2 separate regions of the Sus scrofa genome follow, and region 1 is linked to region 2. The links are chromatin contacts, called in public HiChIP or PLAC-seq maps. All regions are on one chromosome and are shown on one strand. The core of a region is the stretch at or near the end of the contact, and the rest is flanking DNA. Distances in the headings are between cores, read along the strand shown.

Region 1 (6,376 bases), core at 2,672-5,171, 310 kb after region 2:
TGGCTTGGAAGCCATACAGAGAAGAGGGAGGGGTCAGCTGTGTCTGATGTTGAAAGGTGAAGACTGAGGCTTGACAGTTGCATTTAGCAACATGGAGGTCATCAGCCTTGACAAGAGCACTTTCAGTAGAGCTGTGAGGATTGTTTTGGGAGGGAAAGGCAGGAAGAAGAATTAGAAACAGTGAGTATAAACACTCTTTCAAGTTTTGCCACAAATGGGAGCAAAGCATGGGGTGGTAGCTATTTGTGGGCATACAGTCAAGATGGTTTCTGTGTTTTTTTTTGGTCCTCTTTGCCATTTCTTGGGCCACTCCCACGGCATATGGAGGTTCCCAGGCTAGGGGTCTAATCGGAGCTGTAGCCACCGGCCTACGCCAGAGCCACAGCAACACGGGATCCAAGCTGCATCTGTGACCTACACCACAGCTCATGGCAACGCCGGATCCTTAACCCACTGAGCAAGGCCAGGGATCGAACCTGCAACCTCATGGTTCCTGGTCGGATTTGCTAACCACTGAGCCACGACGGGAACCCCTCTGTTTTGTTTTGATACGGGAGAAATAATGCTGTGTTTGGAGGGGATGATCCAGGAGAGCGCAAAAAGTTAATCCTAGGGGGGTTGGGGGCGGGGACGGTGCGGAAGCAGTTGTCCCTGGGTGGGCGAGAGGGAATGGAACCTCATAGTGGAAGAGAAGAGATTGGCTTCATATAGAAGCTTCGACAGGCTATCTGCAGCAGCAGGTAGGAGGGCAGAGTAAACAGGTGTGCAGATGCCATAGGCAAGCATGGTGGTCAGAGTGTGTGGAAGTATGTGTCTCACTGCGTGGGACTGTCAGCCAAGAGTAAGGATGGAAAAGGGGTTGTAGGGGCTTGAGGAGAGAAAAAAGCATGTTGTCCAGGAAGGTAAGAGGACGAATGGATTGGGCAAGTGTGGCACAATTCCTGGCGACCTTAAAGGCACACCTGGGTGGTAGTTACGAATTCAAAGAGGTGTGGTTGTGTTTTTTTTTTCCAGCCCACAGGTACAAGCTCAAGATAATGGAGAGGTGGATCTAACTAGTGTTACCAGATAACCTTGAGCAAGTGAGGGAGGGACAGGGGAGGCAAGTGTCTGCAAGCCTTAATGACTGACGGGAGTAAATCCTAAACTGGATGAGGAGGGCGGAGAGCACCTCTCACTGGCGATAGATGATGTCTAACAGGGACAGAAATGAAACTACTCGATCCCTGATCTGTTTGTACATAGTAAGAGGAAATTCTTTTAGACAATTTGGGAATGTAGAAAGTGAAGAAAAAGAAGCAATTGCTAACTCCAGGGAACAAAACGTTGAGTGAGGGTATATCTATAATCAGCGTACACTATGAATATTTCTAAATCATAATCATGTAAAAACACTGATTATTTAAAAGATGGCATCAAGTCTGTTGGGAAGATGAGAGTTTGGAAAACATATGTTGGAAGGACAGGGGCGTAGTAAGAGTGTGATGTCAGAGAGCTCGACCTTCATCTTCCTTAGGAGGAGGTGGGAAACAGCTAGACAGAAAAATATGGCTTTGTTTTTAATCTATTATATATATAGAAATATGGAAGTAAATACTAGAAGAAACAGGTTTGATTTAAGAGCACTGAATCCTAACTACTAGACCCCCAGGGACAGGGTGGATTTGAAAATGGTTGCCCCTGGGATTGTAAGAATTAGAAACAGGGAGAGTGGGGCATGAGAATGTTTTATTTTATTTTTTATTTATTTATTTATTTATTTATTTTGTCTTTTTGCCTTTTTCAGGGCCACTCCCGCGGTATATGGAGGTTCCCAGGCAAGGGGTCTAATTGGAGCTGTAGCTCCTGGCCACAGCCACAGCCACAGCCACACGGGATCCGAGCTGTGCCTGCGACCTACACCACAGCTCACAGCAACATTGGATCCTTAACCCACTGAGCAAGGCCAGGGATTGAACCCACAACCTCATGGTTCCTAGTCAGATTTCGTTAACCACCGAGCCATGACAGGAACTCCCGAGAATGTTGTATTTTAACGTAATGCTTGATTTGTAAATTATTTACATGGATTACATTGATAAAACAAGAAGAGAAATAATGCTTCTTTCAAATACTGCTACTCTTAAATAGTCTAGGAAAACTGTGAATGCATTAGTATGTAAGTCCTGAAGAACAAGATAAGGTTGGTTTGGTTGGAGAGGAGGAAAAGGAAAGGAGTATCTGAGCTGGGATGGAAAGCTTGAGGGAGAACACAGTTTGGAAAAGGCAAGGCGTTCTCAGCAGTAATTGAATAAGCCAGTTGGCTAGAGAAGAGTGACAGGCGAGTAGTACCAGTTACAGCTGGTAGGGTGGGCTCAAGTTGTATAAACACTCCAAGGCAGGTGGTGGGAAGAAATGAGCAGGCAGATAATGATCAAATTACTGCTTAAGGAAGATTCCTTATGAGCATGTCAAGGTGAAGGAAAGTATCTCTGTGCTGCTCCTCTGAATGGTGATTGAGAGAATGGAAGCGGGGGGTGGGGAGGGAAGCCTGGGTGGGAGAGGCATTGAGCAGGAGCTGTCTGGGGCTTGGCACGGGAAGGCGAGTGTGAAGCAAGAGAGAGACAGAGGTAGGTTAAGAATGTTTGCATTTTGAGCCTGTTTGGGAGTGATGTGGTATCATTTCTAAATTTAATTTTTAAAACTAACGGAGGTGCTCAGTTTTTTGTTGAAGGAGACTAGATGAGTCTTGACAGAGAGCGGTCAACATCTGTTGGAAATCCTGACCTTGAGCTCAGCAGAGAGATGGGGTGTGTGCGTTAGGGGTGTAGGTTATCTGTCTGTATATAGATTTTGAAGCCAGACAAGTGGATGAGATCCTCAAGGAAGGCAACCTGTAGAAAAAGGCCAGAGTTCAGAGAGCAGAGCAAAGAGGAATACGCAGATGGAGAGGCGGTTGGAAAAAGAAAGTTATTTAGGGACAGAAAGTCAATAGAGAAAAAGAAAACCAGGAGAGGAAATTTTCAAGGAGGCAGTGTCAGGCAGCACTGACAGACTGCTGCAGAGCAAGGTAGGAGAAAAATGACATGAAAAAGTCATTTTAAAATTTAAAATTTTAATTCTAAAAAATTTTAAAAATCTGTTCAGTTTGGAAGATATGGATAATTTGGGGAGTTCAGTCAAGTAAAAGAAGCAGAAATAGTGTCAGTTATGCTTTCAAATTGAAAGAAAATGTTGAGAAACTGCTAACAGTTGAAAAGACAGTAGGTTAAGCCAAGGTATGGGGGATTTTTCAGATGTGAGAAAAGTATACGTATTTTTAGTCAGAGAAGGTAATGCAGCTGAGCAGGGTGAAGGAGATAAGAGAAAAGGGTATTATAAGAGCAAGGCATGAGACCAAGAAATGAAAGCCATGAAAGGGAAGGGTTACACTCAGATGCAGCAGGAAAAGAAAGCAAGAAAAATGTTAAGGTAAATATTTACAGTTTTTTAATCTAGCAAGATAGAACAAATGGTTTAAATTTCTTGGAAGAGAGGAATGGAGGTTATTCCCAGCATAGGAAAGAGCCAGAGTTTGTGGTGGAGATTTTGAAAGTGGCTGTATCAGCTGTTGCTGCATAGTAAACCATACCCCTAAATTTCATGCTTAAAACAATAATAAAAGCATTTATCATTCCTCACAACTCTGTGTGGTTCACAGACTGGGTGGTTCTTCTGGTCTTGGCTCGGCTTACTCAGGTGATTGCAGTCAGCAGCTGGTCAGGCCCCAGCCCTGCTGACATGGGCCGGGTTCTGTCCTGTTGGGTTGGGCTGTCCGTGAACTAGTCTGAGATGGCCTTAGCTCCGCAGCTTGGCTCTCCTGGACACAGTGTCTCCTCCTCTGGACTTGTTCTCACGGTGGCAGGATTCTAAGGACAGCACGGCAAACAAAGCATGTGTTGAGCCCCATGAGGCTCAGGCTCAGAACGAGCAGTGTCACTTGTGTTATATTCTCTCCACCTAAGGACTCCACTCCTTAATCAAGGCAGCAATTTCAAAGTCCTGTAGAGAGAGCTGGGGACAAGCCTGTAATCTGGTCCACCCCTGGACAGACTGGAGGCTGCTGTGTCCACCTGCAGTGGAGTTGAGTGTGGTACTTGCTGACTGTGTATGTTCTGAATTTTATAAAGTGTGTGGGATACAGATCTTAAACTGTTTACATATTGGATTTTGTGTCTTCATTGTTAGCATATTGTCTTTTTTCCTCTCTGAAAGGTTGGATAACACGTTAGAGGAAATTATATTTAAGTTGGTCCCTGGACTACGAGAACGTAAGTTGCTCTTTGGGTTCTTGCAGATTTTTGTGTTTTGTATAATCACCATTTCTACTAAAGATTTCACAATTGTTTCCATTTATACCTTTTTCTTTTAAATTAGAAGAACTTGAGCGTGAATCTGAATTTTGGAAGAAGAATAAGCCTCAAGAAAATGGAGAAGGTGACTTTTTTTTTTTTTTAAACTTCTGTATCTAATAGAACTCTCTCAAGCTGGTCACTGCTTGGTAGCTGTGGTGAACTAACCACTGTCTTAAAGCTCAAATTTCTCCTATTTGATGTTCACATGTCTCTTTATTTACATTCTGAGCCTCTGATTATGAACCTTTTGTGTAAATCACAAGATTTTATATAAATGCGTCTAAGTCTGAAGTCAGTCCAGTTGAAGGTAATTGGAAATAGAGGAAATTGGACTTTGGGGAGAGAAAAAGGAGATAAAACAGAAAACTGGTCACTTTTCATAGCAGTATTTGCTGGAGAGCTAAGGGAAACTGAAGTAAGAACTAGTCCCATCCTGCAACAGTGAGGAGTTTGCTGTTTTGTGTATTATATTTTGTATGTTAAATAGGAGAGGGAACTGGGATATAGCTTGACAGCCAGGATGTTGCTATGCTCTGATAATCTAGAGTGAACTTTTCATAGGTGGATCTTGGATGATACAATTTATACATTCTGAGATTTGAAAAATATTTCTAGGCCCTCGTGGGAATTTTCCCTGTCACCTATGCTAAGTGTCCAAATTTCCCTTTCGCATCCCAGGAGCCTTAGCAGTCAGTAATTTTTAATAATAATTTAGGTCACAGACGTGGCTTGGTTCCCAAGTTGCTGTGGCTGCAGCGTAGGCCAGCAGCTGCAGCTCTGATTCGACCCCTAGCCCGGGAACTTCTATATGCTGTGGGTACAGCTCCAAAATAATAATCATAACAATAGTAATAGTAATAATTTAAACAAAATGGCAGACAATACTGGGCAGAGAAAAGGCTTTTAGTATCCCTTCCCATTGTTATTTAATATGAGATTTGTTTCAAGATGGCCTGATGACCATTGAAATCTTTGAAGGATGGATGTGTATTTTTATAGGCTCACTTGTGAGCTCAGTCTTTAGCCCTGGATTTCCCATAAGATCCTAGGATTATCATTATGTATCATTAAAATGGCTTTGTCTTTTCATGTGTAATGTGGGGATCAGAGTTTTACTAGTTCTACTTATCTGTGCAGGGCTGGCCTCCTATAGCAGGGGAGGTTGAGAATAATTTTGAATGACTGGAATAAGATAGCAGAGGATTATTTTTGATCTATGACATCAAAATAGGCAAAAAAAAAAAAAAAAAAAACAAGCCTGGAAAAAAAAATGACTTAAGTAAAGGGTTGTTTTACCCAAGTATAAATTGCAGTTTAGACAGTAGTGCTATAGTAAAAATAGAGGTAAAATTGACTGAATGTTCCAGTTTCTGATACCTTTTCCAGAAACCAGGAGTCCAGGGATTGGTATCAGAAACTGTGTGGTCAGGTTAGTCCTGACTTTTTGTGTCATACAGAGTAACTAGTAAAGGATTACAACCTACTGTGTGTTTATCTTCCTTTTCTCATATTTCTCCCTTTCTAAAGTATTTTATCATTTTTGGTCTTTAGTTTGGGTGGAGAATTTGGACTTTTTCTTGGAGCTTGAGTTTGATTCATAAGAGGTAGCTCCTGTCTATGTGGGTTCCATATAAAAAGGCAAAATAAAGAACCCCCTTGCTCTGTATGATACACCCTGTAATGCTTTAGCTACAGCCATCAAAGGGGAGGTAACTGGCCTCTTACCCCCCTCGCTGGGCTTTTCTGTACTCTGATGCTTGGATGGCTAGTTCTTTCAAGTTTTCAGCTTAGAGACATTTTATCTGGAAATCTTCCCTGAATCTCTGCTTCAGCCCAGAGTTTGTGTTCATTACTTCTGATGCGCATGCCACCTGTTCTGTTTTACTTCTTCCATCAAAGCCCCTATCGACTTCGCCATCTGTCTCTTTCCTTTCCTTGCCCATATCTCCTTCTATACCCTGACACGATCAGGATGAGGACGGTAACACTCCAGTTTCAATATT
Region 2 (5,720 bases), core at 2,524-5,023:
AAATCTGACTGATGGCAATTGGCATCTATCACATAAAGGGTGCAGCTAGAGAATTCTGAGATGTTACTGGCAGCCAAGAGCCCAGGAGCAGTCTGCCACATATGATGGAAGCACAGGGATGCCGAAAGGCATGTGTGGACTGTATTACTTTTCAGTAAGGCTACTGACTCAATCATGACACAAGTCTTTGATAGGATATTGAATCCTGTCCAACCATTTCACTTCCTTCCTTCCCCCAGAACACTCCTCTCCTTTTCAGTATGTATGGAAAATACTTTCCATGAGACCTAGTCCCACCTCCCAACTTCCCATTGTATGGAGAAATGAGCTTTTGCCTAGTTCTCTCAGATCAATTTTCAATCCAGTCAGCCCCGATTTTCATTGTAGGTTTTCTCAAGCCTTGCCATAGGTGACTTATTTTGGCTCATTTCCAAACAAAGAAATATATTTACCATATCACGGAATTCAATCTGGGCTCCAGCTTCTATTAACTTCTCCACAATTGCCAAATGTCCTTCTAAGCATGCTCTATGAAGAGCTGTCCGCTTATACTGTCAGAATAGAGATTTCAAAGAGAGAGAGCAATGCATATAAAAATGAGCATATATCCTTTCAAAGAAGTATGAGGCTGGGGACTCTGGCGACCTAGTTGATAGAAACTTGAGTGCTTCTTTATGAATGAGAAATGTCAGGTTTACTAAAATTGTCGACTAGGACAATTTTTCTGCAACCAACATTTGAGTTTCCTGCAATATACATTTCTAAGTGCTTAGAGGTCTACATCAAGGCATGTAAACTTAAAAAGTTCAAAACTACCTAAATGCTGACATTTCCCTTTCTTGTATTTTTGTGCTTTCATAATTTGTGTGGTATTTGCCATGCAGTTCAGGCAGTTTTCTTCCATCTGGGACTGTTGCTGGGTTGGATATCAGAAAGTATTCAATTCATTTTCACAAAAATATGAGACATTTTTAGTTCAACTTCAGAAATGATCCCCCATTTCAATTCATGGGGGAAAGGATACAAAAAGGATTAGTAATTTCTGGTAAATATGCTTCATATAAATGAATTAATAGACTGTGTGTGCTGGAACACCTTGAGGCATTATTTCACTCCAGTGCCCTCTATTTTCAGATAAGGAAACTGAGGTCTAGAAGATGCACATTGGCTGCTAAAAATCGAATAGGCAAATAGTGTTAGAGACAGCACTTAAACTTCAGTCTGTGGATTCCCTGTGTAGAGCTGATGATGTATTTGATTCAAAAGATAATTCTAATAATATATGTCTCTAATGGGGACTCAATAGTCCTGCCTTATTAAACGTCTATCCCAAAGATCTAACAATTAAAGATAAACTGAAAAATCAGTCAGAAGTATATGAGAGTGCAAAAAATAATGCAGTCCATAGCGCTAATCCAGCATTTTCTCTTTTTGGACCACTGCACTCTCCTGTTAAAGCTACTGGCATATGTGGCAACAGCTGGGGAGACTGTTTCAGGTGGATTGATTTTTTGGCACCAGATTAGCAAGGCTGCAAGAAAGCATAAGAAGCACAAAATTAATGAGCTGGATTTTGCAGTGCTTTGTAGAAGTCTTACCTCATCACAGACATCTGGATTGTTCTTGTCTGACAAGAATTTTTCTACCACTGGCAGTTTATTCTCCAGGGCAGCTTTCAGAAACCTAGGCACATCCACAGGTTCTGTCTAAAGCCAGAAACACAGGGTGAAGGTTACCATGAGCTTCCAACATTCAGTCAAACCCCCCAACAGACATTCCTCTTAGCATAACACCGAGGCGTAATATTGCAAAACCAGACAACCCTTACAATGACTTCAGGTTCAGGTTCCTTCACAACTGGAACTTTCGTTTTCCTGTATTTTTTCCTTTTCTTCAGTTGAATGATTATTTCAAGGTCTTCTAAATTTTCAAGCTTTGATCTTTGTTCTAGTTTCTTCTTCTTGAGCTAAAAAAGAAATCCATGTTTCAGAATACAGTGAGTTCTACTGACAAGCATTCTGCTTGTGTCTAAACAAAATCTTTAAGATCCAAGCTAGGTATGTGAACGGTGTGAGCAGAAAAATAAGAAGTAAAAAAAATTAAAAATAAGTCTTTGACTTCAATTTAGTGATTTCTTATTCAGGTATTTTGAGGTCTAATTTTTCAGCTAATTGCCTTCATCTTCACATCTCGATGCTTGAAGCATGAACTTTTCATTAGAGATAGGATCTAGTCTCTAAGTGATGATTTTGTAATTATTTCTATAATGCTCATGATTTTTCTTTTAACTCAGAAGACTCCAGTGGTAAGTTTTAAGCTCTAAAATGTCAATGCCAGTGTCTCTCAGGTGCCCCACTAAGCAGAGCTCATGAAACAGACGGTCTTGTCCCAGGAACTACAGCTCACTAATGCATGTTTCATCTGTGGTTAGTAAGTAATGAAAGTTCACCCAGCAATACATTTGTCAGCACAGAAAGAGGCCACAGTCAAAGAGTGATCACAATGACCACAAACCACATCAGTGAGAAAAAGGAGGCTCCCTTGCTTGGGATTAACTTGGCAGTATATGACATCAGGAATTCACTGGACACGTTTCTCTTTCTGAGTCTGTCAGTCAGAACATGGTTATAGGACATTCAGTGATTGATTCTGAATCCAGAGGTCATAGTCTTGCCAAAGAATTATTTCCTACAGCTTCTCCCATTGAAGTTGCCTCTTTATCGGTTCGAATTTGGTAAAGAAATGTCATTGGAATGGTTGCATTCACTTTGTCTCTCTCCTCTCCTTCCTGCCTGGCACCTCCACCTCCAAGCTCCCTCTGGTGAATTTCATGGACGGTCCTTACCTCGGCCTCGCGCTCTTTCTCAATTTTCCACTGTTGTTCTCCCAGGCTCACAAAGTGGGCCGGAAGGGTTTTCAGGTCCTCTTGCTTCTCTAAAGTGACAGCAGCTTCATACTCTCCATCTCTGAAATCCTCAGGAAGGAACTCCCCAGCATCCCCACCGCCGTTCTTCTTCCCTGTAACCTGCAAGGGAAGGAGACAGCAGGGTCAGAAGTAGCAGGGCCTGTCCTGGGGTCGTTCTCCACAGAGGATGCGGCGAGAGCCCCTGGGCCTCCCTCTCTGCTGACAGTGGCCTCCATGCCCCACACTCTCAGATGGCAGGCCGCGATGCCTTGCTTCAGTGTTCTGGGATTATCTTCAAATGCTTGTCCTCCTGTCTTGGCTAAATCAAGGTTTAGGTTAGGTTGATGTATTTAAATCTACTTTTAATCCACTTAATCACATTTTTTCCTAGCAAAATCATAACAACCTCCCCCCACCCCGAGATTATTTAAAATTCTTTCATTTTAGGTACTTTTGATGATCCCTTGCCTTGCGTAGTAGCTTCCAGATATATATTCTTGCAATAGAACTTCTCCCCTAAGGCATTTTGGATAACTATATGTGATTCCACACTTTAGTAAGAAAACCGAAGAAGATAATAAATAGGAAGTAGGTAGAGAATTCATTCCTGGCAACTCCATCTTTTCCAGTTTCACTTATTTCACCACATAAACCAACCATTTTCCATATATGACACATTCAGAGTACCTATGCATTATGCCTGAAAGAAAAGGGCATTTCAATTTTCAAATAAAAATCAAGGCTGCACTGTTTTCCACTGTGTAAAATAATGCCTTACATACCAGCTCTTCTACTTTCAGAACCATCATGTTGACCTGAAGTTCGTCTGTATGGTTTTCTTCTGGGGGATGAACCCTGGAGTCAGCCCTTGGGAGCCCCTCCACTGCCGTCAGTTTATATAGCTAGGGCCGGGTGAGATAATCTTCCAACCTGGGAACCCAAGTAACAGCCCGCCCCCTCCTGTGGCCAACTCAGAGGCAGGTGAATTCTCATTCCAGACTCAGTGTCTGGGAAGCAGGAGAGGGAGGGGAGGGCAAGTAACCCCACTGAATATGTGAATCAGGAAGAAATGTGAGAGGGCCATTCCTTTGTCAGTGACCGCACCGCTCAGCAATGCAAGTCATCCTATTTATCGGGAAGCCAGGGGACAGCTGTCTGTTGACATTGCACCACACCGCTGCTCCTTTTCCTTCTTTGTCAGCTTTCATATGACCAAGCCTATCAGGAAAATGTAAATGCCCCGTGTATCACACCCCCAATAATATCTTTCTGATAACCAGACTTATCAACACGTCACTTGGGGGAAGTGTTGCTTTAGGACATCCTATTCCCGTGGGCAAACAGCCCAAGAGGAAAGGATCTGGGTCCTAATGGCCCTTGTCTATATCTGTTTGGAATTCTCTGGAGTGATGTCTGGGGCTAAAAAGGCCCCATGACATGCCACCTACCATCATTATAAGAAATTGAAAGCATTCAGTAACGCACTTCTGTTTTATGGTGTCACTGGCCATAATTAGCACATGACATGCTTTCTGCCTTCTAAAACAGCATACTTACTGGAGCAAGTAGTACTCAAAAAGTTTCTGAAATGTCTTGAGATAGGTTGTGTGAGACAACCTATGTAGTTATGGTACGACCTTGATTCGATCAGAGAGCCAGCGTTCTCAGGTGCTGTGGATAAAAGACTCACCTGTCGGAGCTTGTCAAAAAGACACATCCCTGGACCCCACTGTGGGACATTCTGAGTCGCTTTATGGTGAGTTCCTAGGAATCTGTATTTTTTTCAAAGCACTCAGCAATTCTGATGCATCAGGGTTTGAGACAGGTTGCATAGGAGCTGAGAGCTTTGCTTTGAGGTGCGGTGAAAATCCGTTTCTGGTTTCTCATCTCTGAGGTGTTAAATTATGTAAAAATATTTAGGTCTCCTTACAGTTCAAGGAGATACTGGAATTATTATCTCCATAGCCATTTAAACAACCCCTCCTTTGTTTTTCAGTAAAAGAAAGGAGGGCAGAGTGAGAGAAAGGGAGTCGGAATGGAGAAGTGTGTTAATTAGGATATTACATTGGCCTTTCTGTGTCCGTCACTCCCACAAATGTACCCACTCAACAAACACAGCTGCCATTCTCTTCCTCCTTGAACTAAGCAGCCCAGGGATGATTTTTCTGGAACTTTCAGAATGAGATATTGACACCCCCCCCCAAAAAAAAAAAAAAAAAACCAAAGGGCTGGTGAAGAAGGACCCTCCCAACAACTCCTGTGTGTCTGTTCTGGTCTCCTAATGTTCTATCCTAAAGGAGTTTTACTTAAAGGAAATTTACTGGTGTTTCCTTTGAGGTAGAGACAACTATTGCCATTTTCATTGGCTCTTTATCTAAGTAAGAAGTCGTCATTGAAGCTTTTCCTACCATTTCTTACACCTTTTTGTTTCAGGCCTGACCCAAACTGAGGGGAACTATGGAGGTATTTTTGAGGGAAGTGTCATGGGTTGTTTAAGCATCTTGAATATCAAATCCCAGAGCTGTTAGTGCCCTCAAGTTCAAGCAAGACCAATGCTTTCATTGCTGAGGCATAGAAATGTTCAGTCACTGGCTGTAGACACACAGCCAGTGGGTGGATGCTTGGGTGAAGAGTTTTGATTCCATCCAACAGAAACATAGAATCATTGAGCTGGAGCAGATTTCCCATGGTGGTTCATACCTAGACAGCTCAGGATCCAACCAAAATGGATCGAAAGGCTCTTCTGTGTTCATATCACCTCAAAGAATGCAAGTGAAAGTGGGTGGGATGGCTCACCAAGCCCATTCCTTCCCTT

What was found. HiChIP or PLAC-seq counts read pairs in DNA pulled down with a chosen protein or histone mark.
Region 1: a contact with region 2 is called in an H3K27ac HiChIP or PLAC-seq map of skeletal muscle, with 8 times the contacts expected there. The contact joins the enhancer-like site here to the promoter of ANKRD1 in region 2. A contact is called at or near these places in 3 of 5 promoter capture datasets (fetal liver, fetal skeletal muscle and liver), 19 of 47 Hi-C or Micro-C datasets (alveolar macrophages, brain, embryonic fibroblasts and 12 more) and 1 of 2 datasets of contacts at active chromatin or transcription factors (skeletal muscle).

What each region holds. Positions count from the first base shown.
Region 1 is chr14:102,915,275-102,921,650 of Sscrofa11.1, forward strand. It overlaps PCGF5 (polycomb group RING finger protein 5), which reads left to right. Exons shown (of 10, transcript XM_021073244.1): 4 at 4,234-4,289; 5 at 4,396-4,455. Among named protein-coding and RNA genes, the nearest start is that of PCGF5, 91 kb to the left of the region's middle. Within about 2 kb of position 3,922, at least 13 of the 83 cell types and tissues checked have an H3K27ac peak or open chromatin away from gene starts, as enhancers often do. A contact at or near this core is called in skeletal muscle, where this site is marked.
Region 2 is chr14:102,609,065-102,614,784 of Sscrofa11.1, forward strand. ANKRD1 (ankyrin repeat domain 1) reads right to left here and starts at 3,774. Exons shown (of 9, transcript NM_213922.1): 1 at 3,688-3,774; 2 at 2,846-3,025; 3 at 1,829-1,966; 4 at 1,599-1,706; 5 at 453-551. The coding sequence starts at 3,714.